Linked DNA regions of Triticum aestivum: region 2 is linked to region 1. The links are chromatin contacts, called in public Hi-C maps. All regions are on one chromosome and are shown on one strand. Each heading gives the region's core, a stretch centred on a gene start, on an enhancer-like site or on the middle of the called end of the contact. The rest is flanking DNA. Distances are from core to core; before and after follow the strand shown. Region 1 holds the start of LOC123099921. Region 2 holds the start of LOC123097512 (dormancy-associated protein homolog 3).

Region 1 (4,233 bases), core at 768-3,267:
AGCATCCCGAAAAAGTGCCGTCAGACTCCAAGAGATCGGACCAAGAATGACCATGCGCTTAGTTAAGGTTGAATCTGGGCTATGCTCGGGCGACATCTTGTACCCACAATCTGGTAAGTTTCATTTGCTGACGTGGTGGTTTTTTTGAAATGCAAATCACATGTCACTTTTTTGTCCTGAACTTCAATGCAATGTTATACAGTTGGAAAAGATGTGAAGGAGGGACAAGAGGAAGAAGAGATAGAAGATGCTGAGGATATGATGGAGCTGGAGGATGGGACGGAGGAGGACGACTCGGGTGACGAAGAGTAGCCTAGATGAACTTGAGAGGTGCTGAGCAGCAGCCTATGATTGCTAAAAATGTGAAGCAACTGGTGTTTTGCGACAACATTATATGAGTTTAGTTGATCCTTGAGAAAGCATAGTACAGAAGTCGCTCTTGAAAAAGAGAGGGATAAAGCTCTTGCAGTGATAATCCTTATTTTGGCCGAATCTGATTGTTTTTTAGCCCTGTAACATGATACATATTCTGTATTTACCTCAGTTTTGCCTTAGGAGGGTGCATATAAGCACTAGCTGCTGCGTTTGAAGTTGGATGCTGGATTGTGAATTATTTTCATGGAACGTGACCCAGATATTTCACTTTTGGAAGAATTGCTGTAAAGGCTTCCTAGGACCTGGGAATTTGACGTGATTCCCAACCATGAGGCAAGCAGCGATCCGGTTTCAGGTTTGTTCTTGTGCAGCAGATGAAGCAGAAATTCAGAAATTGCTGTGCCGGTGACACTGAAATCCTTTCTCGCTGGGACGAATTTTCTCGTTCTGCCTTGCTCTCTGGGTTCAGCTATCTTTTCACCATGGTCTTCGATGTCAAAATTTGCCGTGGTGTATATCCTGTACATTTGAAAGCAGCAAGCAACGTTGGCCAAAAATCCACATGCCGGTGGGCACACTTGAGCTTGTCAGTGTAATCTTTCCCATAGTCGCTAGGCCGCAGTTTTAAGCATACTTTACCCTGCGGCAAAAGGAATAACCCGTTGCTCCAATCGATGCCGATCCCCGATTACCAGTCGGCACGTGCATGATTTAGGCCGAGAGGAGAATCCGAGATCTTGCCGCAAGCGGGGGCAGTGAAACACACATAATAACTTTTCTCGCGCGATTTACTCCCTCCGTTCCTAAATACTTATCTTTCTAGGCATTTCAATAAGTGACTACATACGAAGTAAAATGAGTGAATCTACACTCTAAAATATGTCTACATACATCCGTATGTGATATTCATTTGAAATGCCTAGAAAAACAAGTATTTAGGAACGGTGGGAGTAGATCTGAACTGCGTCGCCGATCGTTGTACCATGTTATTGTGTCGGCTCTGTCTGTCAGGCGAGAAGTGGTAGTCCCGGCCCACTTGCTTGTGGAGGCAATGAGTAGGTTCCTCGAGATCCTGAGATGCAGGCGCCGATAATTAAAATGCAGTGGAACTTTCGTCTTAAGTGCGTACAAATGAGATTGCGGTACTCCAGCCGGTTCCTGAACAATCCAAAAAATAACACAAACCACTCAAATCAGTGAGCATGGAGCTCAATGCTCATGTTTACAAACAGCTATTGTACCTGCTTTCTAAACGCGTAGAAAGGGAGGCCGATGCGTCATTCATGGTAATAAGATGTTGGTCTCCTGATGGTCCCCGGCCCACGCGTCATTGCTGTTTCATACTACTCGTACATCTACATGCATCTTCTGCGTTACTCCGAGAACATAATCACCACGACTATCCCGTGATCAAACCAAACGCATATCACCTCTCCCTTTTACTAAGAACGCTGTCCTGATCCGATGATCAAAAAAAAAACGCTGTCCTGATCCTGCCGACCCCACCAGCCCTGAGCACGCAGGTCGTGCCACTGTGGGCGGCTCCACCCTAATAAAGCCCACCCCCCCGTGGAGCCCACATTCAGTGGCCTTGCGTCCACCCCACCGCTTTCCTTCATGTGAGCACCCCTCCCCGTCACATGCCTATCTCCGCTAGCGCTGCTAGTTCATCATTTCACACTCCCACCCCTGGCCCTCGCTCTCTAAAGGCTCCCGTACTCACTGGACTCTACCCACACCCGTCACCACAGCCTCGCACAATTATCGCCCCAGGTACAGGTACAGGTAAGAGGGCGAGAGAGCAAGGCGATGTCAATGGCGGAGGAGCAGTACTACGGGGGCCCGCGCGGGGCGCCGCACGGGCTGCTGCTGGCGGTGGTGGTGGGGCTGGTGGTGGCGGGCCCGCTCTTCCTGGGCGACGGCGGCGAGGCGGTCACCGACGCCATCGCCGAGCTGCTCAGCCCCGTGGGCCTGCTCCTCCTCCCCGTGGGCCTGCTCCTCCTCATCCGCCTCCTCTCCTCCGACCGCGGCGCCGCGGCGCTCGCCGACGTGTTCGCCTTCGGCGGCTCGCCCGACGCCGTGCACCGCGTCGGGGGCTCCCCCATCGGCGTGGCGCTCATGCTGCTCCTCATCCTCGCCCTCCTCTACTACCGCTCCGCGCTCTTCGGCGGCGGCGGAGACGACGACGAGTAGGCGACTGCCAGTAGGTAGTTTCCGTCTGATCTCGGGGTTGTTTTGCTAGTTTCCGTTTCATGGCTGGGCCTGGGTGTAAAAGAGCGGTGTAAATTAACTGTTAGCTACTCGCCGTGTTGGTTTGCTCTGCGTTAAGGCTGAAGGTTCTGTGCTGCATGGGTCCATGTGCTTGTTCTCTTCCGCCTCTCCTCCTCGTCGCCTCGTCTCGTCGGTGGTGTCCTCACCCTCTTTTGTTACTCCGCTAGAACCAGGCCTCAGTAACATTGAGTAAATATAAAAGTGACAGCCTGAGATCAAAACGTTCCAAGCCTTACGTATCGCTCGGAACTATCATGCACAAACGAAAAGTTGGAACCAAATTTGATTTGGTCGGTGCCTTTTGAATCGATAGTGACACGCCGCAACTGCCTCGTACCGTCTAGTGTACTACCACTCCAAAAAGCTCATGCATGGTGTTCTGCTTTTTTCTTTTTGAGGGTCATGGTGTTCTGCTGATAGTAGCCGAAAACATAACTTTGAATTGAATCTCCAAAAGAAAGGAAAGAGAAAAGGCTAATTTCAAGGCAGCTTGACGGAGATATTTAGCCGCCAAATCCGTGTACTAACAAGTGACGATACATTCATCCTACGCACAGCACGAACGTAGGCGTAACTTTGCTTGCTTCGCTTGGTTCCTCTTTACATGTAGAAACGCGCTTTTTATCTCAAAAAATAAGGAACGCGCTTTCTCTGTATTCTGTGTATTGCACCGGGGCTTGACAAGTGTCTTTTATTTCCTGCAATCACCCGGACGAACAGTCCATTCATTGACCTGAAAAAACCCTGACCCAGAGGGCGACTCACCGGAACCCTTCTTATCCAGCCCAAATATAAAACGGATAAGCTTGGGTGGCGAGGGGAGTGAAGTGAAGTGGCTAGGTTTGGTTCGGGAGTGGATGAGAAGGACTATAGGATGGGCCATTGCGGGCCGGGGACGACTTGGCGGACGCCTAGGCACACCCGTTTCCGCCTCATATTTGAGGTGTCTAGATAGCATTTTTTTAACCGGCCAGTGACCGGGCCGTCCGTTTGGGGTATGAGATGAGTTTGGGCCGTCCGGTTGTGGATGCTTTGAGATCAACGTTTCAACTATATACTTTTCCCTAAGAAAAAAAACACGGTGTAGAGTGTACTACTCAGTTACTCGTCGTTCGGCGGGTGTAGCGAGTTTGTGATAGGGAGACCTCATCCTCGTGTACTACTCCTCAGGTTGGTAGGTTCGTTCACCCCGGAGCCGACATGTCACATGTCCGTAGTTTCTTCGGTCTGAATGTTCCACGTTGCAGCCAACCTTGTCCTGCCTTCTGCCATGCGTCTTGAACGCGTAACATGCAAGGAGGATCAATTGAGCCATCTTACTCGAAACGCGTCAAGAAGCATCACGAGGCGTCTTCGCGGTCGAGACGATCCTCTCCAGTGCAGGTTTTTATTCCGTGGCGTTTTGGAACACCAGATCCGCAGCGCTGTTTATGGCACGTGGCTTGTGTGTCGATCTGGACCCCCGATGCCCGATGGGAAGTCATCAGCACTATTTTGGTACACGTCAATGAAGCTAGGTTTCGTCGCGATTTCAGCGCGTCGTTCGCGTGATCATCACTGCATAAGCAAAAGCCACTGTGTCCGTTC
Region 2 (4,419 bases), core at 639-3,138, 140 kb before region 1:
AATCTGACAAATCAAACGAAGTTGTGGACTTGGAAAACGGAACGATGATTAATTGTACAAGTATCCCTGTTTCTTGAAATCATCTACAACCCCATCACTGTCTAACTCGTAATATTTTACCCAAGATAGATCAACTGATTCAGCATCAAGCAAAGAACTGCAAAATAATATACTAGAACCTGTCCCACATCAAAGTATCTATTTCCATACAGAAATACATACAAAAAGAGGTTCCTCATGAGCGAAGGTATAACCAAAGCATATGCATAAGTCAATTAACTGCACCCACGGCGCACAAATTCACGATATGCATATCAGATTTTCAATACTGCTTCGCTCCAAAATACTTTAAGTTATAGGTTCATCCTAAGTCAAACTTCTCTAAGTTTAAACAACTTTACAGAAAAGTGTCTTTATATTTACACTCTCCAATATATATAGTATGAAAATATATGTCATTATACTAATCTAATGAAGCTAATTTGGTATTGTAGATTTTGGTATATTTTTCAACAAAATTGGTCAAACTTAAAGAAATTTGTCTTAGGACAAACGTACAAGTTCCGGAGGGAGTATGTTCCTTCAAAAGTACTCCCTCTGTTCTAAAATAGATGACTCAACTTTGTACTAACTTCACTAAAGTTAGTACAAAGTTGAGTCATCTATTCTAAAAGTTAGTACTATATATATTTTGGAACGGAGGGAGTATGAACTCTTGTGTACACTCTGGAGACTTGGTGGCCAATTAGAAATAGTATTACTGGATCTATGCTCTTGGTTTGACGAACGGTCCATTGCTGGCTTCGCCATCCAACGTCAAGTGGGGTCGGGAGAGCTGGCTTCAATTAGGCCAACACCCCATTGACAACTTCACGCACACAAGGAGGAGTGCTAGATAAAGCAGCTCCATACTGGTACAGATCAAACGTATCCATTTTTTGTTCTTGTACGAACAGAAAACAGAAGGGCGTCGCTATTTTCTCTTGGAAGGCAAACCTTATAGCCTGATAGTTACACTTATCCGGTTGCTGCTGCATTACAAAGGCACCACATAAATGGTAACTTATCGAACACGATGATATCCAGTCATGATCCCACGAAAGAGACCTGAGAGCTAAAGCACTTGCCCGGGCAGAAATGTCCAAAATGTCCCTAGCCCCGTCTAGACCCTTCCGAACTCCAGGACAAAAGCCACATAGACGAAAGCTACCCATCCCGGGCATTCCCCGTCGCACACATGGACGCGGCTACGAAATGGCCGAACTGCCCCTACCGTAAAAATAATAATAATGTGAGAAGTTGGATGAGGGGCACGGGAACTCACCGCCGCCGGCGAACGGGGAGATGGGCGGCGTGGTTCCTAGCGGCGAGGCTGGCGGCGTGCTGGCCGCGCTCCTCGGCGACGAGGGGTACCCCGCCGGCCGCTTAATCATGATGCTGCGCGTGACTTTCATCGGCGCATCCTCGCCGCCGGCCGTCGTGGTAGGTGGGATCACCGTCGCGGCGCCAGGAGCCACATCTGAACGACCCAACGCGACAAAAAACAACAACACAACAGCTGGTCAGATTGATGGTACAAAGATCTGGCGAGGGTTAACAATATGTCGATTTTTAGCGGGCGGCGGTCACCGTTGATCTTGACGGCGGCGGGGCGGGCGGCGAGTTTGCGGAGGCGGCCGAGACCGGTGTCCGGTTGGGGCCCCGCGACGGTGTCGTCCCACAGCTTGTCGAGGAGGCCCATTACCAGACTGCCACTGAGATGGATGGACCGATCCCAACAGCCAACTACCAGTCTCCCCAAGTTTCCGGATCTGAGAGAAGGGGAAGAGTGCAAGTGAGACGAGCAGGAGCTTATTTATAGAGCGGCTTGGCCTTTCCCTCCGGAGACTGTGCCCCGTGAACCTGGTCTACGGAGCGCTGTGGGAATGCAGGTGGGCCCAGACTGAAATGTCTCCTTGCGGGGTTGCAAGGCGTTGGCGGGGGCGCAGGTGGGCCCCGCTGCGGATAAGATCGATGGGTTGTGCTCGTGGGATGGCCCTCGTGCTGGCCTCTCACGACGCGCCAGGTGGGAGCCCGCCATACCGGGCGTCACGTGACTAGTACTACCCCGGGTGTAGAGACAACCATATTAGGGACGGATACACTGTACTGTGTGGGTAATGGACGAGGCGACCTATGATTTATTTATTTATTTTTGAGGCGTAGAAGAGAGCTTATATTAAACAGAAATATCAAGGTTACAATCATGCACACACATGAGTATGATATGAGACGGCACACTTGCATGAAGAAAAAATCACCATGAACCCTGGAATGTGCAGCTAGCTCATGGGCTACCCGGTTACTCTCTCTACTTATCTTCACAACAAGGCAATACCTGAATTATGTGATCGCTCGCTTAGCATCTTCATAGACGGCCCACCCGTTTGTTGATGGCCGAAGAATTGATAGTTGTGACTGCAGCAGAGCAGTCAGATTCAATGATTATTGGTCCTCTAAACATTTGTTTTGTCAGGTTAATAGCAATGTCGTGGGGTGCACACGGCAGATGCTATGGGTAGGCTTATCAAACGTGGTTGGGGCTGAAGGACGCCGGTGGGTTCCGAAGGCGAGATTGGAGACAAACGGTGCGAGACACACGATACCCAGGTTTCGGGCTCTCCGAGGGAGGTGACACCCCTAGTCCTGCCGGATCTACTATGATGATCACAAGTGGGCTACAATGGTGCTCCTGAAGCTGTTTGGGTGGAGGAGGAAGACGGAGCTAGCTCTCCACTTCTCCCTGCATGTGTGTGTGGAGGGGGTGGGTGATGAATGAGCCGACCCCCTGGTTGGGGGCTCCTCGGAGGTCTTATAGGCCAGCCTCCCAGGTACAATGGTAAATCTAAGTTGGGGCGGGCCTTGCTATCATTGTCTTTGTCTTCTCACGGAGCCCGCCGGCTGCGAGACCCGCCGGTAGGATGTCGCTATGGCACGTCGCCCGTCATGCCACGGGGCAGTTGGTACAGTGCCAGGCCGCGCTGACGCCCTCGACTCGACTATGCACTGATCATACACACAAACATGCACGATCAACCCAGAGACTTACGGGAAGGTATCACAACACAACTCTAGACCAAATTCAAACATAAAGCTTTAAATTACAAGTCAGGGCCACAAGGACCCAAATACATAAGTTAGCGAAAGCAACAATATCTAAGTACATACATAAATAGACAAGTTTGCCTTAAGAAGGCTAGCAAACACGATATCTAGATGGAAAAGGCGCAAGCCTCATGCCTGGGGCCTCCTAACTACTCCTGGTCGCCGGTCTCCTTGTAGCAGTAGGCTCCATCGGGGTAGTAGTAGCCATCGGCGGGATCAACTGGCTCTAGGGCTCCGTCATCTGATCGCAACAACTGGGTAGAGGGGAAAAGGTAGCAAAGCAACCATGAGTACTCATCCAAAGTACTCGCAAGACTTACATCAGATCTATGCTAAGTATGCAACAGTATCAAGGGAAGGGTTTGTCTGAGGACTATGCTGCAGAAATGCCAGAATAGAAGGGAAGACCTAGCCTAACGAAGACTAGCCTCTTGCAGCGTCTTGCAGCAATAGAAGAGAGTAGAGTAACATATTATATAGTATCAAGTATATAATAGCAATACCCAAAGATCCTTCCTCGTCTCCCCCACGAGGAAGAGATCCTGGAGCCATCATATCAGTTTAGTGTAATAAGTATCCAGTTCTAGTTGGGATACAACTCCGAGCATTCGTTACCGTGGACACGGCTATTCGAATAGATTACTTCCCTGCAGGGGTGCACCAACTTACCCAACAAACTCGATTAACTCCGGTCGGACATACTTTTCCTGGTAATGCCCGGCCTCGGCTGATCGACACGCCGTAGTCCTACCTAAGTGATACGTCTCTAACGTATCTATAATTTTTAATTGTTCCATGCTATTATATTATCTGTTTTGGATGTTTTATATGCATTAATATGCTATTTTATATTATTTTGGGGACTAACCTATTAACCTAGAGCCCAGTGTCAGTTTCTATTTTTTCCTTGTTTTTGACTTTTACAGAAAAGAAATATCAAACGGAGTCCAAACGGAATAAAACTTTACGATCATTTTTCTTGGACCGGAAGACACCTACGTGACTTGGAGATAGGGCCAGAAGAGTCCCGAGGAGGCCACAAGCCTCTAGGGCGCCCCCTGAGGGGGCTTGTGGGCCCCTCGGGAGTCCTCGAACCCTAAAACCACCTCTATATATTCTCAAATATTCCCCAAACATCAAAAGCGTCCACCAAAATACTTTTCCACCGCCGCAAGCTTCTGTTCCAGTGAGATCCCATCTTGGGGCCTTTTTCGGCACTCTGCCGGAGGGGGATTCGATCACGGAGGGCCTCTACATCAACCTTGTTGCCCTTCA

What was found. Hi-C and Micro-C count contacts between places; a contact is called where the count stands out from the background.
Region 2: a contact with region 1 is called in a Hi-C map of leaf, with 4 times the contacts expected there. The contact joins the promoter of LOC123097512 here to the promoter of LOC123099921 in region 1. A contact is called at or near these places in 3 of 5 Hi-C or Micro-C datasets (leaf and an unstated tissue).

What each region holds. Positions count from the first base shown.
Region 1 is chr4D:294,185,184-294,189,416 of IWGSC CS RefSeq v2.1, reverse strand. It overlaps LOC123099921, which reads left to right and starts at 2,017. Exons shown (of 1, transcript XM_044521939.1): 1 at 2,017-2,967. The coding sequence starts at 2,185. The coding sequence ends at 2,568. It overlaps LOC123097511 (peter Pan-like protein), which reads left to right. Exons shown (of 6, transcript XM_044519279.1): 5 at 1-113; 6 at 203-590. The coding sequence ends at 312.
Region 2 is chr4D:294,325,540-294,329,958 of IWGSC CS RefSeq v2.1, reverse strand. LOC123097512 (dormancy-associated protein homolog 3) reads right to left here and starts at 1,888. Exons shown (of 3, transcript XM_044519280.1): 1 at 1,630-1,888; 2 at 1,325-1,519. The coding sequence starts at 1,741.